Linked DNA regions of Rattus norvegicus: region 1 is linked to region 2. A link is a contact called in public Hi-C data. All regions are on one chromosome and are shown on one strand. Each heading gives the region's core, a stretch centred on a gene start, on an enhancer-like site or on the middle of the called end of the contact. The rest is flanking DNA. Distances are from core to core; before and after follow the strand shown. Region 1 overlaps LOC134481019 (a long non-coding RNA gene). Region 2 has its middle 150 kb from the start of Hes1.

Region 1 (6,698 bases), core at 343-2,842, 180 kb after region 2:
TCCAGTGTCAAAGGAGGAGCTGGGAGGGGCTGTGCTCTGGTGATGACAGCACCCCAGGCTGGGGAACAAAGAGATGGGCTCTATAGCTTGGGGAATGTAGACTTGACAGAAGGCCATCCCTGCTAGCCTCGTCTAAGTCCCTATGAGAAGCTGCCTCCCATCCCCGCGCCCCACCCCCCGTGGGTGAGAGGAAGTAGACATACTTCCCCAGCTGTCTTCCCAATACCTTTAAGCTCTTTCTCAGTGCCTCCCACAAAAGGTTCTGTGGGTCTGCTTACACAGTAGCACATTGTTGGCCAAAGCCAGGTTTCAAGTGACAACAGAGAAATGGGAGCTTGGAAAACAGGGCTCCTGTTGGCTCCTGGCCCCCGGGGCTGCCCCGTTTCCAATGCAGGGGTGTAAAGTGGGTTAGAGGAAATAGACAGCTTCTGAGCCAGAGTTTCACCTTCCCATTTCCTCTTTGTGGCTTCCTCGTGACCACGGGTAGTTATATATGACTACTAGCTACACTGACCTCCAACCCCTACAAGCCTATCCCTGAGAAGTCGGGGGAGAGAGTGGGGAACAGCCATCTGCAGTGGGTAGAAGAGAGCCTGGGACGTCTTGCCCTAGTTCCCCAGTGTCCCTGCCACCCACCGTCCAAGGCAAACACGGCAGCCATCCCAGGAAGCAAGCAATTAGATGCTCCCAGGGGAGGCCTGTAAATTCCTAACTTCTCCCTTCAGAAGGTTAAAAGTAATAGGGTTGCTGGGATTTTTTTGTCTCTCTGTGGATGAATGCGTATTGGGTGTGTGTGTGTGTGTGTGTGTGTGTGTGTGTGTGTGTGTTGTGTGTGTGTGTGTGTAAGAGGGAGAGAGATTCCCTCCTCCCATCCCGTGTCTTACACAACTAGCTATTTACACACCAGATGATCCCTGCAGGAAAAGGCAAGTCCCCAGCCGCTGTGGAATTTTAAGAGAGCTTCCTGGAATGCCCTTGTGGGATGTCTGGTTCTAATTGCCTCCGTCAGCGGAGCTGGCAGGCGCAATGAGAGGTGAAATTGAACAGATTCCAGTTCACATCAGACCCCCAGCCCTGCCAGAGTCCCCCAGGGCCCGGAAAAGAAAACAAATGTGGCCCAGGCAGTGGAGGGGGCGTGTTGGGCATGGGGGTGGGGGCGCCGCTAGACTGGAAGTTGGAACACCGAGATTACCGTCCCAGAGCAGCGGCTGGTGGCTGGCTTCACTTTGCACTCATTGCTTAGCCTTGCGGGCCTTCTCTTTCCTCGGCTGCCAAGTGAGTGGTCTCCCAGGCCTCTTCCTAATCTAAGGTGGGGGTTGGAAGGGAGAAGGCCGCCCCTATGGTGGGGTGACAGAGTTGGGAGGTCAGTGGTTTTGTCTTCGGGCTTTTGAATCACATATTCTCCCCTTTTTACATTTTAGATCGTTAAGCATGATGGGAGGTGAGAGAAGACTTCATTCCATCTACTAGAACCTAGTCATGCCCTGCGCTAGCCCTCATCCCTCTTCCACAGCTCCTCCAGGGATGGCTGAAGGTCTGGAGGTCTTAGCACAGACCTCGGCTAGAAAGAAGACAAGATCCACAGTTCCTTAGTGCCCCCTATGGGTCCAAAGGATGGAGACACTTGAAAGAGGCTGCCCAAGAAGCCACTTCTCCCAACACCCCGCACACCTCCACCCAGGACAGCCAGGACATCTCTGGCTCCTACCTCAGAGCCAGAGGGCTCAAACTGATCCCTAATTTAAGGTGAAACTTTCTTTCTTTTAAGACTGTTGTTTTAAAGCACAGACACTCACTGTTTAACATCTTGCCTTTGCCAGGCTCAGCCCCAGCTTGACCCCCTAGGCCACAGACAACCTGTGTGCGTCTCCAGGCATCAGGGGTTCACTGTGTATGAGTGTGTGTAAGGAAGTCTGCCTGGCCCAGACCAACCACATCCTAGTCACCATGATTTTTGCCAGATTCAGGCACAATTGGCAGAGATGTCTGAGAATACATGTGTAGAGAGGCTGCAGTCCACAGGATCATCAAGCATCCTAGAGCTCTTGGCTCTATGGCTTCATGGGCCAAGATGACCATAAGCCCCTGCCTTCTCAGTGCTTTCCAGAAAGGAAGTAGGAAAATGCAGGGGTCGCCATGAGGCCCCATCCAATAAGTCAGCCCCCTTGAAGACCACCTGGTGACTTCTGCTCACATCTCATTGACCACTCCAGCTGCAAGAATGGCTGGGAATGTAGCCCTGTCTCCTCTCCTAATGATCCAAGTTCTTTTCCTAAGAAACAGCTATAAGGGCAGTATAAGAAGATGGTCACACCTGCTATTATGTGTCTGGAGAGGGGTGTGGGAGTATGCCACAGTCCTTGTCTTGGGGACACTGGCTTCCCTCTGCAGGAAGACAGAGAGCTGCTGTGTGCTGTTCATCTGATCCAAGAGCTTATCCTCAGCTTCTTACACAGGACTAGACTGTTGGTAGGGAGAAATGTTATCTGTGGGATCATCTCTCCCAAAGTTAATGGCAGGCAGGTGATTCTGAGCCAGGCCTCTGGGCCTTTCCTCAAGGAAAACCATGCCAGTTCATCCCTGAGGTGCACACTCAAATCTGAACACATCTGTCTAGTGCTCACCATCTTGTCTGGGACCCAAGGGCATCTTCTTTTCAAAGGTTCTGGTGACTTTGTTCTAGTCCCAGGCCCCAGAGGACACGGGGGAAAGCTTTCACCCTAAATTTGGATGCACCCCCACTTCCCCACTCCAGGCAAAAGACCCTTGCTATCCTAACCCTTTGTTTGTTGTGCTGGGAGTCTGGGCCAGCCTGGCTCACACAGCAAACATTTAAATGTCTAAATGTGGTATTTAAATTGTGTAGCCCCGGGCTGGAGAGATGGCTCAGTGGTTAAGAGCACCGACTGTTCTACCAGAGGTAATGAGTTCAAATCCCAGCAACTACATGGTGGCTCACAACCATCTGTAATGAGATCTGATGCCCTCTTCTGGTGTCTGAAGACAGCTACAGTGTACTCATATATAATAAATAAATAAAATATTTAAAGAATAAATAAATAAATAAACTGTGGAACCCTAAGTATTGGCATGGCTCAGTGAGTGTCCTGATGACTGGCCTCTGGTTCTCTGCTCCTGAGTGTCCCTGGCCCTTCAGATTTGGAGAGGAAGCTCATCTCTAATTTGGCCCCTGGTTCTAAGCTAGTTGATGCTAGACTCCTGATGCTAGCCAGACTCCTCGTTCTGGGCAGTTGATACTCCTCAGACTGTTGAGAGAGGAACAGAGGAATAGAAAGTTTGTCTGAATAGTTATTCCTTAAGAAGGTCCCAGGTAAAGGGAGGGGAAAGCTTTGACTAGCCCTGTGAGTTCCTGTGAGTGTAAGGAACCGCTTTCTAACCTATTGAGACTGCAACACTTTCCCATGGGGCTTTGTGAGTCACCTCTGCTACAGCGACCCCCTCAATCTTCGACAGCCAGCCATGCCAAATATCCTCCCAAGCTGTGCCTTCTACTAAGCTGGTGCAGGGCGTCATCTTACTCATGCTCCAATTGTCGCCACTCTTGTTTGATGTCGCCCCCAAAATACAAACAAGAGTGGGGGACCAGAGGCCTTGAAGAGCCAGAGACCAGCTAAAGCTGTCTGATGGAAAACAGAAGGAGAGAGAGCCCAAGTAGAATGTGTGTGTGTATCCTAGTGTGTTAAAAATGTAAGTCCCCTTACCGCCCATGTTTGTGGTGGGGTGGGATGTCTAGCGCTCCACAAACACTCTGCAGAAGTTTCCAAGCTTATCCCTATACACATTTCCTGTCACAGCAAGTATATTGGTTCAAGGTGGCCCCATGAATGGGAACAAACAGGAGCTCCAATGAAGGAAACACCTCAGGGATTAACCTCTAACAGGGACAGATCCCTGCCCCTCCCTTCTCTCACCACCATAGGTGGTGCCTTGGGGTGGGGGTGTCTCAAAGCTCACCAGGGTTCAAAGCACCCAGGCAGGTACCAGACATCCTTCTTCCTCTTTGCCCTTCCAGCCCTCACTGCTCTCCATCCCTGTCTCCCCTCCAGGCAGCCTGCAGCTCAATTAGAAAAGCATTTCCAGACCTCTCAGGGACTGGCATGGCCACATTGTTTGCATTCCCTGCCTGTGGCCCCAGCTCCAGAGCAAAGGAGACAAGCAAATGTAGTCTGTCTGGTCTTTTAAGTCACGCTTCCTCCGACTGGTGCTGATCAGAATGATCAGAAAGGTGTCTTCTGAGTATGAAAGTCCTTCCTGTGACTCTTTGGGTGGTGTTCTGGGTCCATGGGGACTCCGGGTTAAGTGATGTCCAGTCCATGCTCAGGAGGTGGCCACAGTCAATTGGGGATGGAGTGGGGTAGCGGGGGATGGGGTGGGGGTGCGGGGATGGGGTGGGTGGTGACATAGTTTTGGGCTGGGAGAGTGGTAAATGTCAGAAGGGCTAGGTGTGCAACGGAGGGCCTGGGTGACGCTAACTAACGTCCTGTGAGTTTTAGGCAATGGTTATGGTAAATAGAAAACAGTCTTTGTTAGGTAGAAATAAGAGCTGACTGGGGTGAAGGTCTCTTTAATACAACACTGGGGGTGGGGTGGGGGTGGGGGTGGGGGAGTCTTAGGTGGTTTGGTGTGGGATGACATGATGTCGGGAATTTGCCATAAAACATTCCAGAAAAGGTTGAGGGATAGACTGATTACCATAATTACTGAAGCTGGTGACGGATGTAAGTGGATTGTTAAATCATTCTTTACATGCGTGTATCTGCTTAGAATTTTTCAGAATAAAAAATTATTTTAAAAAAATTTATATGCGTGTATCTGCTTAGAATTTTTCAGAATAAAAAATTAATAAAAAAAAAAGGATCCGGCGACTAATTCATAAGCATAAATTCAGGATGGTGCTGTGTAGCAATCGAGGTTGTCATGGGTTAAAAGTCGTGCCAGATGAGGAGTGGAAGGGACAGGCAGGATTTGGAAGCTCTTAGCTCTATTTGTGTGCTGTGATCCTTTTGCATCTTCATACCAGTGAAAGCATTTCCCCCTCACGGGGTGTGACCCATCCTCACCCGCCTCAGATATCCCTCAAGGTGGGGCTTTCAGAAGGATCCTGGCTGCCCCAGCTGAAGCTGTCCTGGCCCTGACCAGACCCACCCTGAGGCTCAGCCCACTCCCACCCCCGCCCCTGCCCCCTTTCCTTCTCTCCAGTGCTCCAAGCCGTCTGGAGAAAATTATCCAAACCCCACGTAGAAAATTTAAGACCTTGGCAGTCGTCCCATAGATGACTCCCAAATTATGCCATTCCAAAGGTGGGAGTGGGGGGAAGGCCAGAAGTTCAGAACCTAGGTGCCCATTGTGTCGTCTGAGAGCTGTGAGCGCCACCTGCTGGCAGAGACCAGCAGAAAGGGAGGTCAAAGATGGTCAGCAATTCACCCAAAAGAGGGCTAAGTCTGGTCTCAGATCTCTCATACTAGAGAGGATTCACTGCTTAGCAGACAGAGGATTGAAAAAAGAGCGTGCGTGCGTGCGTGTGCAAGTGCGTGTGTGCCTGGGACTTGGGTGTCTGTAGATTTATACATGATGACTGACTGCATGCTGAGATTGTGGGCTGGAAAGTGCATTGGGATGGCGTGTTTTTGCTCCAGAGTGAAGTCAGTAAATAAGAAAACCTAGCTGAGGTGTATCACTCCAAGGGAAATTTCCAGATGTCCACTCATCATTACTACCCAGCCCAGGCGTGAGATTTACGGATCTCAGCAAATGGAGTTTTCATGAGGGGAATGTACGGCCGGCCGGCAGTATACTCAAAGCCCATCCTGAAAACGACAGGTTCCCTGCGGAGTGAGGAACCTATTTTGCAGAGAAGGAACCAAAAGTCTAATTAAAAAAGAAAAGTGCAAAAGAGGAAATACTTCTACATCATTGTTAGAGTTTTCTCCACCGTGAGTTCTGGTGATCAGTCCCCTCCACCAGTACAACCCAGCACCTGTGCCAGGAGGCTACTGGGGCTGCTGCCCTGCCTGACTTGTTCAGCCCGACCCAGCCCAGCCTAGCCCAGCCCAGCCCTGCCCTGCCCTGCCCTGCCCTGCCCTGCCCTGCCCAGCCCTGCCCCATCTTTACCTCACCTCTTCTGTTTTTCTCTCCCAAAAGCATTTCCTGCCTCATAAATCTTGAGAAACTTTCCCAAGAAGCCCCTTAGTCCAACGATGTGGCTTCACGGCCCCGACTCAGAACCACCCTGAGGCTAGGGCTGTACCGTGGGAGCAAAGTCTTTCCTAGAAGGTGGTGGGGAGGACACTAGCCCTCCATCTGCCTCTGAGGGCTCACAGACACCGAAAACTTTCCCTGGCTTCCTGATAACATTGCCAGAACACCTGGCCGTCCGAGGCTTGGATGCTTCTCTGCCCCGGGTGGGAGCGGTGGGTGGGGGGAGGCGGAGCACAAAACGGAAAGAACTCAAGGATGCGGCTCTTCCTTCCACCTCGGAAGCAAGACAGGGACCAGAATGTCCCTGCTGCTTCTGTCCGTTTCTTCTCTCTGAAACGACGGGCTTGTTTTGTCTTCTCTCTCTCAGGTGGAGCAGCAGGTCTTTCTTCTGCGCAACTCATCTCAGAAACTCACCAGAACAATTCTCCGGGGCTTTGAGCTCCTCGTGACACGTTTTCCCACACCGCGTTGCCTACTGT
Region 2 (6,322 bases), core at 3,390-5,889:
TCCTGAGCGCTGGGATTAAAGGCGTGCTCCAGCACTGCCGAGCAGTTTCGGGAGCCAATTTCTTATGTAGCTACAACTTCCTAATTCCTCCAGACTGCTCGTCTTTTTGAGGAATCTGGCCCATGGCTGCATTCTGAGGTGCCGGTGGAATTCCCGAGAAGTAGGGGAATGGTAGGATGGGCTGTGGAGGCCCCAGGATGAGCCCATCATATTGTATGTAGTTGCGGAACTTGATTCTATCGCCGACTTCCGTGGTCGGGATTTCAGTCTGTTAACCAGGAAGTAATATTTCCTCCTTGGTGCCTCTTAGCGGAACCTGTGAAGCCTCTTGCTTTGGGGATGAGGAGTGTCCATGGGACACAGATTCCCTGTGCAGAGCGAAGAGCTGTCCAAACCGAGAACCAGAGATGATAGAAAGGCTCTGAGGAAGTTACATGTCATCCCAGTCAGAACCAGACTAAGGGGGTTGAGGTGGGGGGAGAACAAAGGGAGATTCTGGAGAGAGATGACAGCTGTTGGGGCTTGGTCACCCTCCCTGTCCACTGTGTGTTTGCATTAGGAGCGACGTAATGTTTTCAGGTGGCTTTGGGGACAAGGAGATGGGTGGTATCAGGCGTTCCTTCCCATACGTCCAAGGGTGTTGCCATCAGCCTGTGCACATGAGGACCCAGATTTAGCCGCAATGTGACCATGTGGTGTCAGTTTGAATGACGCTGGTTCCGGTTACTTCTAACTTCATTCTGATCATAGATACCTCCAGGATCTCAGCCAGGAGAGCAAGCAACTGGAACCCAGATGATAGAAGGTCATGGGGACAGGGATGTTTGGTTTGGAACATCAGACTCCTCTCCATGTACCCGAGGAGCCATTAATTCTGTTAGGTCTCTCTCCCTGTTGTCGTTTCTTTTACTCTCCAGGGAAAATATTTGGCTGAATGTAGGAAAGTTGTATCAAGATGTCTGAAGTGATGGGGCAGGGGCCGTCTATCCATATGACGGGACCATGTGGAGCCGATTCTGAGATACATGGGGTGAGCCTAGATCTCCAAGTCCCAGAGGACTTAATTTCACAGTTAGCATGTACTTCCACCAATATTGTCTTGACAGGTTTCCAGGGGTTCCTCAGTACGGGACAGAAGCATTTTCCAGGACAGCCTTGCTGGCTCCAGCTCCACGGGAGAATGCCTGTGGGGCGCCTCCAGTCCCCTTCCCTCTGGATTTGCTGGAGGGGGAGGATCATTCTGGTTTCTGATGAGCTTCCCCACCCCCTCCCATTTCTATTTTTTTTTTTTTTAACTTGTTGCTCTTGGCACAAGAGTCTTTGGTTTGCTTGTAACAATCACCTTCTGCCTTGAGAAGCATGCAGAATGCTTTGGTGTATTCTTTATAAATCTTGGGCCCTGTCTTTTTGTGGGGGGAGGGGCTGGAAACTCACCGGAGGACTAGTACAACCCAGGTTCACTGACTCAGCCTTGCATGTGGAGGACGCACTGCCTCACTGCCTCCTGATTTTATACTAAACCCCAGAGCACATAGTGCACTTCCACAGACTTGATTCTTCCTCACCCTCGAGGACTGTGTGTGGGGGGAGGGGCTCTTGCAGTTCTGTGCTTTTATCATGGAGTCTCTGGGCCCTCCCTCTACCTTCTGAATGCTACCTCTGCTCAGTTCCCATCTACTTGCATCAATTTTCCTCTCTCTTTCCTTTTAAAAATCTGTAGTCCTTGAGCTGCATGGAACCAGTTTGAGTCTCATGAACAGGTTTCACCTGCTTCCTAGAAGGCTGTGTAGCCGAATATATTTAGCTCATTGTGGAGAGGAGATGACAGGAGTAGACTATAGCAATAATAATAATAGTTGTCTTCTTCTTCTTCTTCTTCTTCTTCTTCTTCTTCTTCTTCTTCTTCTTCTTCTTCTTCTCCTCCTCCTTCCTCCTCCTTCTCTTCCTCTTCCTCCTCTTCTTCCTCTTCCTCTTCCTCTTCCTCCTCTTCATCTTCCTCTCCTTCCTCCTCCTGTTCTTCTTCCTCCTCTTTCTCTTCATCTTCCTCTTCTTCCTCCTCTTCTTCTTCCTCCTTCTCTTCTCCTTCCACGATTATAAAGTCCTCAGTCCACTTCTGTAGTTTAACTATTTTGATCATTGTCTTTCAGACTCAAGCATAAAGACATTTTCTTGGTGCCATTCCTTCCAAGCTTCGGGTTTTGAGGCCTGAGAAAAACAAACCATGAACGAGATCCTACAGAACTCTGTGTTGCCCCATGGCTCCACAGCAGCTAGACAGCAGCTAGCTGTATGACAGATATTAGCACAGACACCGAGGACAAACAGATTGACTGACGGCTTCCTGCCTTCAGGCTTTCTGAATCACTGTGCGGGTGAAGACATTCCATGGCACCATTGGTGCCAATCCAGGTGACATAGCCACCCAGCAGCGGCTTGACTTGAGAGCGTCGGCAGAGTTGGGATAGGCACGTCCTCTCCGCTGAACGGGTGGCCTCTCAGATGGGCATAGCCGTCTAATACTTTCAAAGGAAGATAGGATGGTGTGGGCAAAAGAAAGGGTTTAGAGAGATAAAGGAATACGAAAAGTGCTTAGATGCCAAGGAGCAGCTGAGAGTAAGTTGGCTGCAGGAGGAGGAAGGGCGGGTCATCTTGACTCTCACATGAGGGGTCATGGAAGTCTGGAATTAGAGGATGAGAATCACTGAGCTGTTTGCAGGACACTCCTGCTCACAAACCGATTCCCCTCCACCCTGGGAGGTGCTCTGAAAGACTACATGTGCCTGTGTTTTAGGAAATCCTTCAGGCTGCAACTCAGAGGGCAGATACAAATACTGGGAGACCAGTTGTGAGGATATGCCCTGGAAAGTTTTTATGAGGCAGGTTGTGACTCCAGAATGCCCAAGAGTCACTGAGTATATGACTGCACAACCCACCCAGTGGCATGTGTTCTACCTCAGTCTTATAGCCTGACACTTGGTCTCTGTGGTTACCCACTGTACCCTGTGATTAACTTCACCTGTCTCTTTGGACGGATCTAGAATCACCTGGGAGATGGGTTTCTGCACGTGCCTGTGGTGTGTTATCTCAATTAGATTAATTGAGGTGGGAAGACTTGTCCACTGTGGACGGTGCCATTCCCTAGGCTGGGGTCTTTGACTCTGAAAAAACAGGAAGCTGAGCATAAGTGTTCACCAATCTCACTTCCTGACTCTGGACACAATGTGAGCAGAGCCTCAAGCTCCTGCTCATCTCCCATGACGAACTGAACCCTGGGACTGTGAGACAAAAAGAAACCCTTTCTCCCTTAAGTTGTATTTGTCAGGGCATTTTATCAACGCAGCAGGAAATTTAACTAAGACAGCCTCCTTGCCACAGCTCTCTACCAGAACACATCCCCAGTTGTTTAGGGGCCGACTGTGACTGTGTCACCCGAAGTCTCTTGGGGACCATCGTGGAGATGCACCGACTGCCTTAGGTCACTGGGGAGGGGAGCAGAGGATCTCTTTGTGTGCCGGTTGAGTTGAGGTCGGGCTTCCCATTTCCTCCCTAAGCAGTGAACATTCTTCTCACGTGAGTCATGAATAGATCGGTTGGGCTGGGGTAGCTCGAACTCAAAGGCTCCCTGCACCTGGCGTGGGAAAGGCTTCAGACCTGTTTCTACAAGTCTTCCGGCTGTGCTTTGGCAGTGTTGCTACATTACCTCACCCAAATGAACAATGACTGAAACCTCATGTGCTTCACAGGCTTCTACCTGTGGGACACTAAGGCCTGCATGCCCAGTCCTTCACAATGGACGTTGCCTCCCAAGGTTTAGACAAGATGGCCGGACAGAGATCTCGTGGGGTCAGATGCTTTTGGGAGAACTGAAGTTCACCAGCGAGGAAACAGTCTAATAGACTTTTCACCATCTTTTTAAAAATTATTGTTTTTTTAAAGTTATCACGTCAAATAATGCATCTCACAGCATGGCTACACATACATGCCATTATACGTTGGTTTTTATCTATCTTCTCATCCCCCCCCCCACTTCTACTTTCTCTCCCTTGCTGGTCCCCTTCCTTACCCCAAATAGTCTTTCCTGCTTCAGTGTGTCTAACTTCATTACCCCGTCTTGTTCTCCACTCCCTTTCTCTCTCCCCTCCCCTCTCATTCTTTCTGCTCTCAAATTTACATGTAGATTCTGCATACGCATCTCACCATCTTCACGATCACAAAGAACAACATTAAGTCTCCAATACATGCTAAGAGTGTGGCTTGCCCAGTTCCTGAACCTGTTCAATGATATAACTCCTCCAGAGCCCACCCCTTGTCACCGTGACTGCCTCTTTGCAGGCAAGAAGTCAGCTGAGCTTTGTCTGGAGGGAGATTCAGAGGGCTGCTACCATTTGCTCTCTTGGCTTTGGAGGGGACTGTAAGTAGGGACAGCAGTAAGCACATTAATCTGGGGCAGTCTCTGCTCATACGGGCTCCCCCAGTATAATTATAATTCACCCCCTTTTCTCTCAAAAGTGCCCTGGTTTGGGGTGCAAACGATAGGAGCCAGAGTCCGTCCGCTTGGCATTTTGAAACCAAAGAGCTGTTCATTGTTAGATTCCTGCTGCCCACAACCCAGTCTGATGTCACCCAGTGACTCACCACTTGCTCTCTGGCAATGTCTGATATTTGTCACTGGGCCCTGAATTCTTTCTCCTTTATTCAACCATCATACTTGCTCAATCTAGAAACCACCTCACCTTGACAGTCATTCTGCAAAGGAGTGAAGAGAACAGCAGTCCCCCCACCCCCAAACGCCATGTCTGTGACTCTTCCGATCTTCTCTTTCAGTGGTTTTGAGACCCTGGGCATGAAAGCCTGGACTCTGCTCTGGTTGGCTGGCTGTCCAGCCTTTGCTGGCATTCTTTCTCAGCTTTTAGCCTCCTTCTGAAACACTTTCTTGCTGGGAGGTGTCCTTACTCAGGTGATGAGAAAACGGGAGGGATTAGCCAAGTGTAGAGGGTAGGATCTGATGCTCACAGACTATACCCAGGAAAAGAAATTAGACGCACACAAAGAAAAATCCAAAGTAAATGATTTTTGTTTACTCATTGCCCCATCCCCCACCCCCACCCCCACCCCCTGCCTCTCTCCAGGGTTTCTCTATGCAGCCCAAGCTATTCTGGAACTCACTCTCTAGACCCAGGTTGGCCTCAAACTCAGCTCCACCTGCCTCTGCCTCCTAAGTGCTGGCCTTTTTTTTTCCTTTAGTAGACCAAACACAGCTGTTTGAAAACCAAAATGCAGATGCTTGTCTTTTCAGACTCTTTTACAGTCTTTATAGGGGAGATGCTTTCCTTTTTACTTGTCAAGAGCAAATAGTGAGAAATATCTTTAATACTTGAAACCCCCCCACCCCGGAAAAAAAAAAACCAACCCCAACCCTTATCATTTAGAAACTGATGGAGGGTAGTGTGGTAGTAGGTGTTTGTGATCTGTTTTGTTATGGGTAGTTTCGAGTGTAAATCCTTCGTTCTGATTTACCTGATTGTCTTAGACAGTAGGGCTCCCATGGCTTCGTAGTGAATATTTTAATGTTGGTACACATCTGGGACAGACCCTTAAATCTGTGTCTTTCTTGGAATTAAAAAAAATAAAATAAAAGGAAAAGAGAGAAGAACTTTTGCTTTCTAAGAATAATCTTTAACAAGTTATTCAGAGTAGAGGTCTTATAAAGCAACTGTCCCCTTGAACAGCCATTTTGCATTTTTTCAGCCTTCTCTATTCCCAACTCCACTGTACAATTTGCTTGGTCATCTTCTGAGCACGTTGAGAAAATGCATACTTCTATTTTTCTTAACTCTTTTGCTTTCTGGGTTATCTGCTATTATCCGGCATTAACACCATGCTTCACTCGCTTACCTGTATGTCTTCAGTCGATTCAAATTGGCTTTAAATACCACAATTTTTAGCTTCTCTTCATGATTTCTCTTATCAGTTCAACCTGTAATAAACGTCTAATCAACCCAACAAAACCTGGCCAAGGCATGTTAGTGGCTTTACGCCTCTGACTCTGACTTTCTTCCTGCTGTTGATTCAGAGAATTTATCTAGGCATGGAAATGTGTTTCAATATTTTGTTTCAAATTCTGTTTTACAATATGCTGGAGCCTCAATATATAGATAATGAATGGAACCTTAAAGAAATATTTACACATGGACATTGAAATCAAACCTTAGTTCAGCAAAGCTCCTCTCCATTTGGCTGATTTATTTTTAGAGGGCAGGCCATTTAATTTAAAAAAAAATCTCCTTTCCTTTCTTTCCTTCCCCTCCCCCTCGGCTTTGAT

Evidence for each region. A called contact is a pair of places that touch in the nucleus more often than the background predicts.
Region 1: a Hi-C map of the A7r5 cell line shows a contact between it and region 2, with 6 times the contacts expected there. The contact joins two enhancer-like sites. A contact is called at or near these places in 4 of 12 Hi-C or Micro-C datasets (the A7r5 cell line, Schwann cells, mammary epithelial cells and 1 more) and 1 of 1 datasets of contacts at active chromatin or transcription factors (oligodendrocytes).

The regions. Positions count from the first base shown.
Region 1 is chr11:84,540,684-84,547,381 of GRCr8, forward strand. It overlaps LOC134481019 (a long non-coding RNA gene), which reads left to right. Exons shown (of 2, transcript XR_010056167.1): 2 at 1,422-1,767. Among named protein-coding and RNA genes, the nearest start is that of Opa1, 150 kb to the right of the region's middle. Within about 2 kb of position 1,593, at least 9 of the 93 cell types and tissues checked have an H3K27ac peak or open chromatin away from gene starts, as enhancers often do. A contact at or near this core is called in the A7r5 cell line, where this site is marked.
Region 2 is chr11:84,355,387-84,361,708 of GRCr8, forward strand. No RefSeq gene overlaps it. Among named protein-coding and RNA genes, the nearest start is that of Hes1, 150 kb to the left of the region's middle. Within about 2 kb of position 4,640, at least 15 of the 93 cell types and tissues checked have an H3K27ac peak or open chromatin away from gene starts, as enhancers often do. A contact at or near this core is called in the A7r5 cell line, where this site is marked.